3 separate regions of the Zea mays genome follow, and regions 1 and 3 are each linked to region 2. The links are chromatin contacts, called in public Hi-C maps. All regions are on one chromosome and are shown on one strand. The core of a region is the stretch at or near the end of the contact, and the rest is flanking DNA. Distances in the headings are between cores, read along the strand shown.

Evidence for each region. A called contact is a pair of places that touch in the nucleus more often than the background predicts.
Region 1: a Hi-C map of endosperm shows a contact between it and region 2, with 2.7 times the contacts expected there. The contact joins the promoter of LOC100191255 here to the promoter of LOC100282764 in region 2. A contact is called at or near these places in 3 of 25 Hi-C or Micro-C datasets (ear, endosperm and tassel).
Region 3: a Hi-C map of ear shows a contact between it and region 2, with 2.3 times the contacts expected there. The contact joins the promoter of LOC103640638 here to the promoter of LOC100282764 in region 2. A contact is called at or near these places in 5 of 25 Hi-C or Micro-C datasets (ear, endosperm, leaf and 1 more).

What each region holds. Positions count from the first base shown.
Region 1 is chr1:181,851,625-181,855,641 of Zm-B73-REFERENCE-NAM-5.0, reverse strand. LOC100191255 reads right to left here and starts at 1,930. Exons shown (of 8, transcript NM_001401257.1): 1 at 1,626-1,930; 2 at 1,350-1,433; 3 at 1-54. The coding sequence starts at 35. It overlaps LOC103645086, which reads right to left. Exons shown (of 1, transcript XM_008668210.3): 1 at 3,090-4,017. The coding sequence ends at 3,242.
Region 2 is chr1:181,112,878-181,116,779 of Zm-B73-REFERENCE-NAM-5.0, reverse strand. LOC100282764 reads right to left here and starts at 2,514. Exons shown (of 2, transcript NM_001155670.2): 1 at 2,259-2,514. The coding sequence starts at 2,333.
Region 3 is chr1:181,651,304-181,655,310 of Zm-B73-REFERENCE-NAM-5.0, reverse strand. It overlaps LOC103640638, which reads right to left and starts at 2,677. Exons shown (of 7, transcript XM_020546547.3): 1 at 2,315-2,677; 2 at 2,002-2,178; 3 at 1,285-1,915; 4 at 589-1,191; 5 at 435-506; 6 at 266-351; 7 at 1-171. The coding sequence starts at 1,459. The coding sequence ends at 169.

The DNA of each region.
Region 1 (4,017 bases), core at 681-3,180, 740 kb before region 2:
TTGTCCAAATCAACAGTAAAGGCTGATGCAACCATTTTCTCAGAGCAGTGATAGCTGTAATAATCAAAATTTAAAGCATAAGAGTTTTAAATTCAAAATTCAAGAAATTCGGACCAAAACGCTACAGGAAATATGTTTGAACCCAATTACCCAAGAACCTGGCAAATGAAACTATGTCTAAAAACTAGTGAGTAGTGGACACTATGTCCAAATATGGCTTGACCCTCAAGTGTTTTCAGACCACCATAATTCCACATCTAATGTCATGATTTGGACCCAGAAAGCTCATAGTGTGCCCAATACTTAACTAGTTTAGTAAGGTTCTCGGCCTACTGCTTGTTAAACAAACAGCAAGTGGTCATAACCCCTGGCAACTGGCATTACTATTCTATCAGGATCTTGGGCCCCAAAAGGCCAGAACCATGTTACGTGGTGCCATTTAGGCCTATATCTCAAGGTGTGCCAGAGCACCAAAACAGATCACAATCTGGCCCGTCCAAAGTCCACAAAATATCTAGAGCAAATCCAAACAATAACTTCACAGACAAGAGCACATGGCACATGCTTCCTTTAATCATGTATTCTCGCAATTTGACTCTGTTCTCTGATCAAGTTGATAAAGCATCTAACCATGCTTTCCTCATAAAAAAACAAACAAACATGACCACAGCTAAGAGCCGCCTGTAGGGCATCCCACCGGAATCCAAGAAAACACTGTGTGCTGCCTGAGGCTTAACAAGCCACCGACAGGGTGACCACTTTAGACTAAAAATGGGACACAACAAGTGATCCCTGTATCACAGTATCAGCTGCTCAAACAGGTAGGATGGGCATTTGATTTGAGGCAGACGTCAGTGATGCCCAAATGAATTAATTGTTGAGAAAGGCAGCGAGCCACAGAGAAAAAAAAAGGATAAATCCAGCATCTAAGAGCATCTCCAACAGCATATTCTATAAAAATGCCCTACAATTTAAAAATTAGTATATTTTATATGATTTAGGACACCAACAAAATATTCTGCTCCAACTAGTAAAATCTTAATTCTAGATTATAAGGCAGCCCACTAGGGTGTAGTATAATTGAGGCACTTGAGAGAGTGTTCTATATATTTTTGACAAAATTTTACAAAATGAGACACTTTTGGGGTAGTTTTTCCTGTTTAGAGTCATATATTTCAATTTAAGACACTAGTTTGAGACATTGTTGGAGATGCTCTAAATGGCTGGCTTATGAAGAATGAATGAAGGCACAGATGCCAAGAACAAAACTAAAATCACTCAAGCATCTAGTTGAAGAACATGAGAATTGAGAGATAATAACAGATCAACAGCACAAACACAGCCCAGACTCTTTTCTCGAAGCGTTCTGAACCAAACGAAGCTGACGACGGCCCAGTTCCAAGGTGCAAGATCTTGGGTTGTAAGGGCCAGCACTGCACAGACGATTTTAGTCTCAGACATAACTTCACCCACTGCGAGGTCTAAGTGCACACAGATTACAGTCACCGGCCGCCAATGCCGATTCAGCGGCCAGGACGGATCTCGGAGCACGGATACACAGTGAGGAGCCACCAGGTGAAGAAATTGAGGAAGAAGAGATATCTCAAGGACGGTGAATAACCCACCTGCGCAGCAGAAGTACAATGCCGGCGCCGTCGACGGTACCGCCCGGCTGAACTGAAGGGGGTACGCGCGAAGCGAGGGAGGGGGTGGGGGCAGGGAGACAAGTCCGCTTCTTGTCCTCCCGCTTGCCCCGCCGCCGCAGCGTCGCCTTGGGAGCTTAGAGATGGGCGGGAACTGAGATCGGGGAGCAAAAGGCGCCGGCTTTGTGAACACGACGGCGACGAGTTCGCAGTTCCACTGCTTTGTATAGATTTCCTCCCTGTTGCTCACTGCAACGAAACGTGTCATTGGGCCGGCCCTTTTGTCACTTCCCTATAAGAGAAGGGCGGAAAAAATAATGTAGGGTGTAATCAAATTGAATAATAATTTTTTATTTGGATCGGATAGGACTAATTGGCTATTATTAAGTTGTGTTGGATAAAATTTAAATGAATATTGATATATTAATATTTATTTTTAAGTATGTAGGTACGGATGGATAATTAATAAATAGACTTAAATACAGATCGAATCTCAACTCTTTTAGACGATTGAATTCCAATACAAATAAATATTGAATTCCAATACAAATAAATATTATCTGTACTATTTACATCCCTAAAAGTTCGCTGGGCTCGAAGCTATCGTCGTCGAGACAAACGTTCACAAGATATAAGAAAATTAATTATATTTAAATAAACTACAATGATATAGAAATAGTAACAATGTACAAATAACTAGCTAACTAGAAGTTTAAAAGCGAGTGGTCAAAAAGTGAGTAGAAACTCAAACAAACAAATTGTGCACCAATAGACTAGCCGAAACCACTTCTATTATATCACTCATTTCATCTCTTAGAGCAACTTCAATAGTTCTCTAAAAGACTTTCTAAATCAATAATTTAGGTAGTTAACATGAAAACTATTCTCCAACAGTTCTCTAAATGAACTTTCTAAATTTAACAACTTGTCATCTAACCTCATTTTCTCTCTACATTTAGCAACCATTTAACAACTCCCTAAACAAAAATGTTGACTGCATTATATAGTTTTTGTGACTTATTTTTTATGTGGATAAATACAAAACAAAATTACAACCTATATTTAGAGAACTATTGGAGATCTTACATTTTTTTACTTCAAAAGCTATTTAGCAACTTCTTAAATCTATGATTTAGAGAACTAAAATTTACATAACTATTGGAGCTGCTCTTAGGTCTCTTAGAACTTTTTCGGTTATTTCTATTACATATAGATTTGATGAAATTAAAAAAACATGAGATTTTGACTTATTTAGGATTTAAACTTACCCAATCCTACATAATCTATATGGATTGAGAGCATTCTCTCATGTGGATTGAGTGGGTTTCAATCCCGAATGTCATAATGTTTCATAATTTTTTTTAATCTTATCTAATCATATGGGTTAGAATAACGTAACAAAGTTTTATTCGGATTCGAGAAGGAATGAATTCACATAAAAATATGTAACATGTGTAAGTTTGTTCCTGTCTCTTTTAATTTTGGTCAACGAACAGAATATGTAATTATGAATATATAATTATGTAGCCGAAAAGAAGTGAAGAAAAACAATCAGTCCGACCACATGTAGTTCTAGACGGAACCGAGCTCTCTGCTACCTACTGCCCTGCCTTGCCGCTACCTCGCAACGCAATCGGAGCACTACCACTGATCGGAACCGGAAATCTCCCGACTGAGCTGGAGAACGCCACGCAGAGCACGGCCAGCGCCAGCGCCGGGATCTTCCCTGCGACGAGGCCGGCAAGGATGATCGGCACCAACAGGGGTAGCGGCAATGCGCGTCCGCGTCGCGGCGGCGGCGGCGTGGGCTCGGCGGTAGCGGCAACTGCGGCGGCGTCCGCGTTGAGTCTCCCCGGCGTCTCCGGGTGCTCGTGCTTGCATGCGTCGCCGCCATGCCGGGAATTCGTGCTGCGGAGCGTCTTGCCGCTCCGCAACTTGTTGGCGAGTAGCTTCCGCAGCGACCTCCTGCTCTGTTTCAGCTTCGGATTGTTATTCGCCGACGGCTTGCTTGTGTCCGCGGACCAGAGCGAGGCGGCGTCGTTGCCTACGTTGTCGGGCTCGGACTCGCACCCGGCGCGGCGCGACTTCGGCGAGTCCGCCACCTCCCGGATCGGCGAGACGCGCCCGCGCAAATGCACCTCAGCATTCGTCTCCGGCCGCCATCGATTGCTTCGGACGGACTCAATCCAGGACAGCGCCACCGATGCCAGCGTGGCCGCGGCCACCATCTGCTTGCTCCAGCAGATCACCACCAGCGCCAGCGCCACGGCGGCGCCGCAGACCGCGAGGAGCCCCGGCCGGACGCTGAAGACCGCGCCTATGCCTGGGCGCACCGGCGCCGGTGCCGCCGCGTCGCGAGCCACCGAAAGCTCGC
Region 2 (3,902 bases), core at 1,265-3,764:
AGAGTAATCAAGCTCTCCTCTCCAACAGATTCTATAACAACAAATACTAATATAGACCAAATTCTCATAACCAAAATCATGAAGCATGGGGATCATGTAGGGATTTATGGAAATAAATTTGCCAAAAGGAGATATTTGAACAGAAACATCCTGCATTTACAGTTGTCAATGTGCCAGCAGAAACCGCTATGGCAGTTTCTCAGTTACAATCTTTTTCTTTTGTGTTACAGTCTGTGCACAACGGAATGAATGGTGTTAAATGCTACACACAGAATGAACTAAACAACAACCGCAAAGCATGTCATAAAAACAGAAAAAATGTGACAAAAGGAATGCGAAGAATATATCCTTGAATTCTGGAAGTTTGACATCAGAATACCACTCAAAAACTGAATAATTTGAAAACAAACAGCAAACAACTACATCAGTTTCTCAGTTAGTGCAATCTAGTTAAGCGTTACAGCTGGAACGCGATGAAATGAATACCGAATAGAAAAGCGATTAACTAAACGACAACCACAAAGTACGTCTTATAGTCCAAAACAGGGATGCAGGGAAAACAATATCTCCTTGGATTCTGGAAGCTCTAGAACGGAATAGCATCCAAAAACCTGAATAATTTTTCAACGAAACCGCAAACCAACCATGGCAGTTTCTCATTTACAAGCTAATTAATTGAGCAGTACAGCCAGTGCAAGATCAAATGAACAACCGTAAATGCTGCAAACAGGATGAACTAAACTGTAGCTGCAAAGCATGTCTTATAAACAGAAGAATGTGACTAAGGCCCTGTTTGGAAGCAACCCAGTTTTTAAGAAACCAGTTTTTATCTTTAAGCTAGAAGAGGCCAGCTTATTGGTTTTTTAAAAAAACTGAGCATCTAATTTCTATAAACTGAGTCATAAACTAGTATGTTTGGAACGACCTCAATTTCTATAAAACAGTTTCTTAAAAACTAGGTGTTTCCAAACAGGGCCTAAGTTGCAGAAAGAAATGATATCCTCTTTAATCCCTCAACACACACCAGAATCCCACCCAAAACCTGAATAATTTTCAAACAAACCCCTTTGTCACTGTCTCGGAATGCGGGTGCACTAAAACTGATATCTCCTTGTGTTCTAAATGTCCAACATCAGAATTCCACCCAGAAACTGAATAATTTTCAAAGAGACTGCTTGTCGATGTCTCTAGTGATTAAGGCCCTGTTTGTTTACCCTCTAGATTATATAATACAGCTTAAATAAGTTAAAAGGCAAACAAACAACATAGATTATTAGATGGATTATATAATCTATATGCATAGGTTATGATAATCCATAAGTAGATCATAAGGTGCTTATGTAATTAATAAGCTGGATTATATAATCCTAGGAGGAAACAAACAGGGCCTAAGTCCCCACTCCAAGTGACACCTAACCGAAATATCACCGTCACAATCAGGTAGGCATCATACAACAGTGAGGAGCAAAGGGTATTATTAAACAACAGGATGCACTTACGCAATGACCATGACAGGAGTCAGGACTCAGGAGGGAAGGAACATATGCACATCAACAATAAAGGTAGTGGCAAGCACACATTTTCTCGCCCCGATCTTGTCTTGCTCTTTTGCATGAGCTCACAGGGTCAGAAATGGCCAAAAAGGACACGCCTCTCCATTGCTTCATTGCGAGAATAATGCCATGGCATGAGCACAGCACGGCACAAACCGCCCGATTGCTCCTGGGGGAAATTTCCTCCCCTGAACGCTTATTATTTCAAAGAGGGGGGGGGGGGGGGGGGGGGGTGTTTACAGTTCTTCAGCGCAAAGAACAGTTGAATTGCACGGTAAATTCACTCCACCCAAAACAAAGGAACCGTCTAGTCGACAGGAAATTAAACAAAAGCACAGAAAAACCGCTCCAAAACGCGGAATGAGGCAACGAAGAGCCCGGAGGTGAAGCAACCGCTTCTTCCCCCCAAACATGCAGGCCAAAACCGCTACCAGCCTGCGACGGAGGGAAGAACACGGGCACCCAGACCTCCGCAGACAACAATCCGCGCAACAGACACCGAAATTCTCCAGCAGGCGACGCCGGCCTAAACCCCTGCCTCTCTCAAGAGGGCGCAAGAGAGAAGCAACGAAAGACCGCCCCTTGTTCCACTTTCTTGCAGCACACAGCGCCCCCAAAGGCCGGCTTCTAAGCGACACAAAACCCACCCAAACCAAGAGGGTAACAGGGAGCACTAGCGCGAGGGGAGGCGGCGAGGGGACTGACCAAACCGGCGGGCTGGTGCGGGAACAGGTCTCCGAGAGACGAGTCGTCGGCCGCATTCGCAGGGCGCACATCCATGCTGCGTCTCGCGGAGGAACGGAGGCCGCGTCGAGGTCGAGACGGGGGGCGAAGGTGCAGGCAGGCAACCGCCGGCGAGGCGGCGCTGCCAGAGGGAGAGGGAGAGGAGTAGGTGAGGGGATTTCGGGAGCTTTTTACTTGAGAGCGGACTAGCGGAGGGAGAGGCTTTTATGGGAGGAAACGTATGACGTGCACAAGGTCGATATATATATACACAAAATTATCTTTCAACGACTTTTAGCTAAATATACGACGATAATTTCTCTTTTTTTCAAATATATAGGTAGACAGGACTCACGAGCGAGAAAAACTTTTAGCTAAATATGCGGGTTTATCGTAAAATACATCAGTCAAAAAAGGTTAGATAAAGAATCTCGATTAGTCCTATACAATTATGTACGAAGAAGATCTTGTGCACATGATATGTTACAGACGTTGGGTTCCTCTAATTTTGTGTGTGTTGGGCAACAACTGTATGTGGTTTTCCATGTTCCTTTTCACATTTTTTGTATTTATTTTATTTGCTTGCTTAGGATACGCTGCTTCAATCCATTCATATATTCACCCTCGGTTTTTTTGGTCGGTTTGCATGGCATGGGAGCTTTTGATAGTTTCGGTTTCATTTCTTTTCAAGTTTTGTTTTTTTGTTGGAAATATATCAGATGGAAACCAATCTATTAGTGCAGATCGGGTAAAAAGAAATAGAAACGAGAAAAAACACTTGTGATAAAATAAAAAATGTGCTAAAAAGGAAGTTTCTTAGAGGGGAAGCACCGTGTCAAGACAGCTGTTTTGGAAATCAAAATCTTGGGTGATTCATTATAGTATCACTACATCAATTGCATAAGACAGAATGATAATTATATAGAACACACTAGTGTAGATGTTAACTGATGCACATCCATCTATCAATTATGAATTGATGGAGCCATTTTTTTCTTTTTGCAAATAGAAAAAAAATGTTGGCAATATGGCCTTTTTGTGCCGGGCCTAGGGTGGTGCGGTGGATTTGCCTAGGGTGGTGCGGTGGATTTGAAACGGATACGGCGTGCCGGGCTGCCCCGGTTTTCTTGTGTGGCGTTTCAGTTTCGTCAGGTTATGGCCCTGTTTGGGACAGCTGCTGCTTGTTGAAAAAGCAGCTTATCTGATAAGCTGGTAAAAAGCAGCTTCTGCTTGTTGGCTGCTTTTAGTTTATTTTGAGAAGCAGCTGAACTGATAAGCTGCTGCAGAAGCTGCCTGTTTGGCAGGACTTCAGCTTAAATTTGTGAAGAAGCTGAAAATAAGCTGTGCCAAACAGGGCCTACATGCTGACGCCAAACGCGTGGAAAACAAAACAAATGTAACTTAGGCCTGACCTAGTTTTTAGGCTCTATTTGTAACAACTTATTTTTAGGTTCTTCATAAATTTAAGCATAAGCTCTGTCAAACAGACAACTTATGAGTTTAGGTGTTTCTAAGGATGAACTGAAATCAGTCAGATGTTTTTCACCGACTTCTTAGGTAAGCTGTTTTTTCAACAAACAACAGTTATGCCAAACATGGTCTTAAGAAACTAGTTTTTTATCTTTT
Region 3 (4,007 bases), core at 1,428-3,927, 540 kb before region 2:
TCACAGTTATAAATATTGTTAGGCCACATGAACCAAATCTGGTAGTAATATTGTGCTGAAACTGAAACAAAGCACACAATTGATACAATAGAGCCACATGTTCAAAATCTTGCCATTGAATCAGTCCATGTATACGCCATATTCTTGTGCTTGTGCTTGAAGATTAGATCACTGTATTTTCCAACAGTAAGACAACAAATTAATTAGTTAAATGAACTTTTTGAAACAGTGAGACAACACATCTATAATCTTAGATGTACTTAACCTTCTGAAGCATGTACAGGCCCTTGATGGAGAGCTTCTTCTGCCTTTTTGATCTTGGACGGAGAGGCGCTACTCGTTCATCTTGACCTACAAAATATGTATAAATATGAAAACAAAATACATTGTTGAATCAATTATTTGCAAATACATTGTTGATTTCCCTTGCTTACCAGGACCACTAGGTTGTGTCCTAGCTGCAAAACATGGACCACAAGGTTCACCATCTTCGTCATCACCACCACCTTTCACAATGATATTGAAGATAATTTGAATCATAAAAAGGACATGACAAATAGTGCATAATTAACTCAAAATTGAACTCACCATCATTAGAGTCACTATCACCTGATTCGTTGTAGGTTGGGCTACCTCCTCCCTCACTACTATCTGATAAGAAATCATCTCCAATATCTTCTTCTACAACATTCCTTTTCCTACCATTTTTCCTACCAGAACCAATCCTAGAATTTAAAAGAACCATCTCTTCTTCATTCAATCCTCCTAACTCCTCTAAAACGAATCCACTTGGTCTGTTAGGGGATTCAGGCTCATCATTTTCATCAAGTGTCGGCACTGATTCACTCCTAGAACTGCACAACCATTCCATAATCGGGTTGCCTTCATCATACATAGAAACATCTATCATGATGCTACATGGATCTATGTTTCTATCTTTAGAGTTTTTCATTTGTTCAAGACTTTCCATATCAGTTTCAAAATGTTGAATGCACAACTTTAAGTTGTAGTGAACATAAACCAGTTTATGCAACTTATCATAACTCAATTGATTCCTCAATTTGGTATGAACCAAAGCGAAGGTACTCCAATTACGTTCACAACCACTAGAGGACATGCATTGAGAAACAATACGACGTGGAAACTCTTGTAATTCTGGATAGTCTCCACCATATTGATCCCACCAATCAGCTAGGAAAATATGAAAAAATAGAACAATCACCACAAATAAAGAGGCAACTCTCAAGGACAAAACAAGAATAAATCTAGACAACAATGACTTACCTGCACTTGCGCGGCCATTAAGTGCTGAATCTTTAGCCTCTTCTCCTCCAAATAACCCAGCTTGCTTTCTGAAGAAAGTATATTGATCAATTGCAGCTGAAGCCTTTGAAGATGAGCTTGAAAGTTTCTTTATGGCCATTGTCATAACATGTTGGAACTTCGGTTTTCTTGCCATTTTGGACAACTTGCAGCTCCACTTGCACTACCCGTTGACTTACCAAAAGGTGGACAACTATCACGTTCCATTGTGGAAAAAGAATCCCTCAATGAATTTCTCATTGCCATATCAATCTGTGCTTGTTCATCAAGAGGAATTATTGCACTTCGATAACCTTGTCTTGTTGCAGAAACCTCCTTTTCAACAAACAGACGAAGCTTCTTACCATGTGCCCTCCTAATTCTCCCATCTGTTACTTTTTGAGACATTAGGTCCTTCACATGATTTGGCACTTTACGGCATGCCTCCACACTCCCAGATATATGACCTAGATGCTCTTTTAATCGAGACACCCCCCGCCTTTTTTGGTGGTCAAACAATAAAAACACTTAAAGCCAGCCCCATGAGGCCCAGGATATGGCTCACCATGGCTCCAAGTCACATCAATTGGTCCATTTAACTTCACTGGTTTCCCTACATTAGCAAACATAACACTATTTTAGTAAATATTTCATTTATGCAAGTCACTAAGTTAGATATATAACAATGAAAACAATTACCATATCGATCCATCACCATCACACCAGCAACACTTGAAGATGTACCGGCATCGACCATAGCCTTTCCTTTCTCTGCCTGAGTAGCAGCACCAGCACGACGCTCGCGAGGATAATCAATCATGCGTACTTCACAGTCGCTGTCGCTGTCCCAGTCCGACACCATGGAGGAGCTTCAAACTAGAGTGAAATCAGCAGTCCACGCTTAGTCGGGACGGGGTGGCACCAGTAAGAGCAAGCAGCACAGTTGAGAAGTCATCGATGCCGGCTCAGCACCAACAGTGGTTCCAAGATTGAAGGAGGAGATGCGACATACCTGAGCGCAGCGTCAGTCTGGACCTGCCGGTGCCGAGGGACGACGGACGAGGACGGCAAGCAGCTGCAGCAGATAAGGCGCGCGCGCACTGGACCTGGCGCCGGATGAGAAGCAGCTGCTCGGCTGCTTGCCGGTGCTGTCTGCTGTGCACTAGTCGTGCGGCTGGCTGCTCGTGCGGCTGGCCGGAGCTGGGCGGCCTGCTTGCTGCTCGTGCGGCTGGTCGGAGCTGGACGGCCTGCTTGCCTGCTCGCGGCTGGGCAGCAGCTGTGGCGGCGGCCGGTCTGGTTGCCTGCTCAAGCGGCTGGGCAACAGCTGTGGCGGCGGCCGGGTGACGCTGAGCAAAAAGTTAGGTTTCAATTTTACACGTGGGTGATGTTTTAGGCCTCCTTTTTACAGCCCAAACAAATAACTTTAGAATTGGGCCAGCAAAATTCAAAAACACTAAAAAATTTGGGCGGTAATAGAAAAAACCGGAGCCCACCGAAAAACACGAATTTCGGTTTTCTTGTTTTTTTTCGCCGAGATTTTTTCCCCTGGTTTGGGCCGGGTTAAGCTCCCTCTGCGCTTCATTAGAAGGCCCAGGGCAGCCTCGCCTCCCAATTGAATCCTGCTGGTACTTTGCCGCGAAACTGTCGCGAATTAATAAATTTTGACCATTAAGCAGATCATCGTTCGAAATTTGAACTCCACCACCAATGGCTGACAACCTTCTCCGGCTCACCGGCGGCGACCCTTTACCCCTGTTCTTGGAGCACATCTCAGCGTTAACCGTTAACCAAGCAATCTGCAAGAGTCAAGGGAGGAGAAACTCTAGGAGGTGGTAAAGGGCCTTGCCAAGGTTTTAAAAGACGACCACCGGGTACTCTAGGAACCATGGCACGACCAGTTGCAGAACCGAAGCAGCAACATGCCTTTTTTTGCAAGGTGAAAACATACTCGGGGCACTCGCTTCAGGAAAAGGTGCACCCAGTTCATTCTGATGTTGCAAATCACTGATCTTAACACAATTCGAACCATCCAGCAGCTCTGTAGGCAGAATCGGGACCTCATCCCTCAACGGCGAGCACAAAAACTGAAGGTGTTCAGGGTCCATCTCATCCCCGGCATCACCATGTGCCCAAAAACGAGAGATTGATCCCTGTGCAGGTAGGCCAAACAGAGGATCTCCAGATTCTCGTACGGCATTTTGAGGTGTTAGCGGATATAGATGTCCAATAAGCATGAGGCTCACGGCACGAAGCCCGCTGTTTGGGTCCGGTCCGAGCCTGGCACGGCCCGGTTCTATGCGGGCCAGGCTCGGACAAGAAACTAGGCACGGTGGGCTAGCCCGGCATGACCCGTTTACCTCTAAGCCCGTTAAGACCGTTTTTTTACACAAAAACATGCTTACCGGCCCGTATAGTCCGTTTTTCGGCCCGCTTTTTTCGTGTTAAACGGATCGGACACGAACAGGAAATTGAGCCCGCGTGCTTAAAAGGTCCAGCCCGATTTTCTAACCGTGCCTGACGGCCGGGCTTCACCCGTTTGGCATCTCTACCGATGGACCTCCTCTGTCCCCACCCACAGAACCATCCTTCGGATCCAAAACATCATCGAGAATAAAGGAGGATTGAAGCTTACCGACACAGCCCAGTGACGATGGATTTCCCCCACCGCGGAGATGCGTAGCCGTCGTCTTGCATGGCTACTTAGT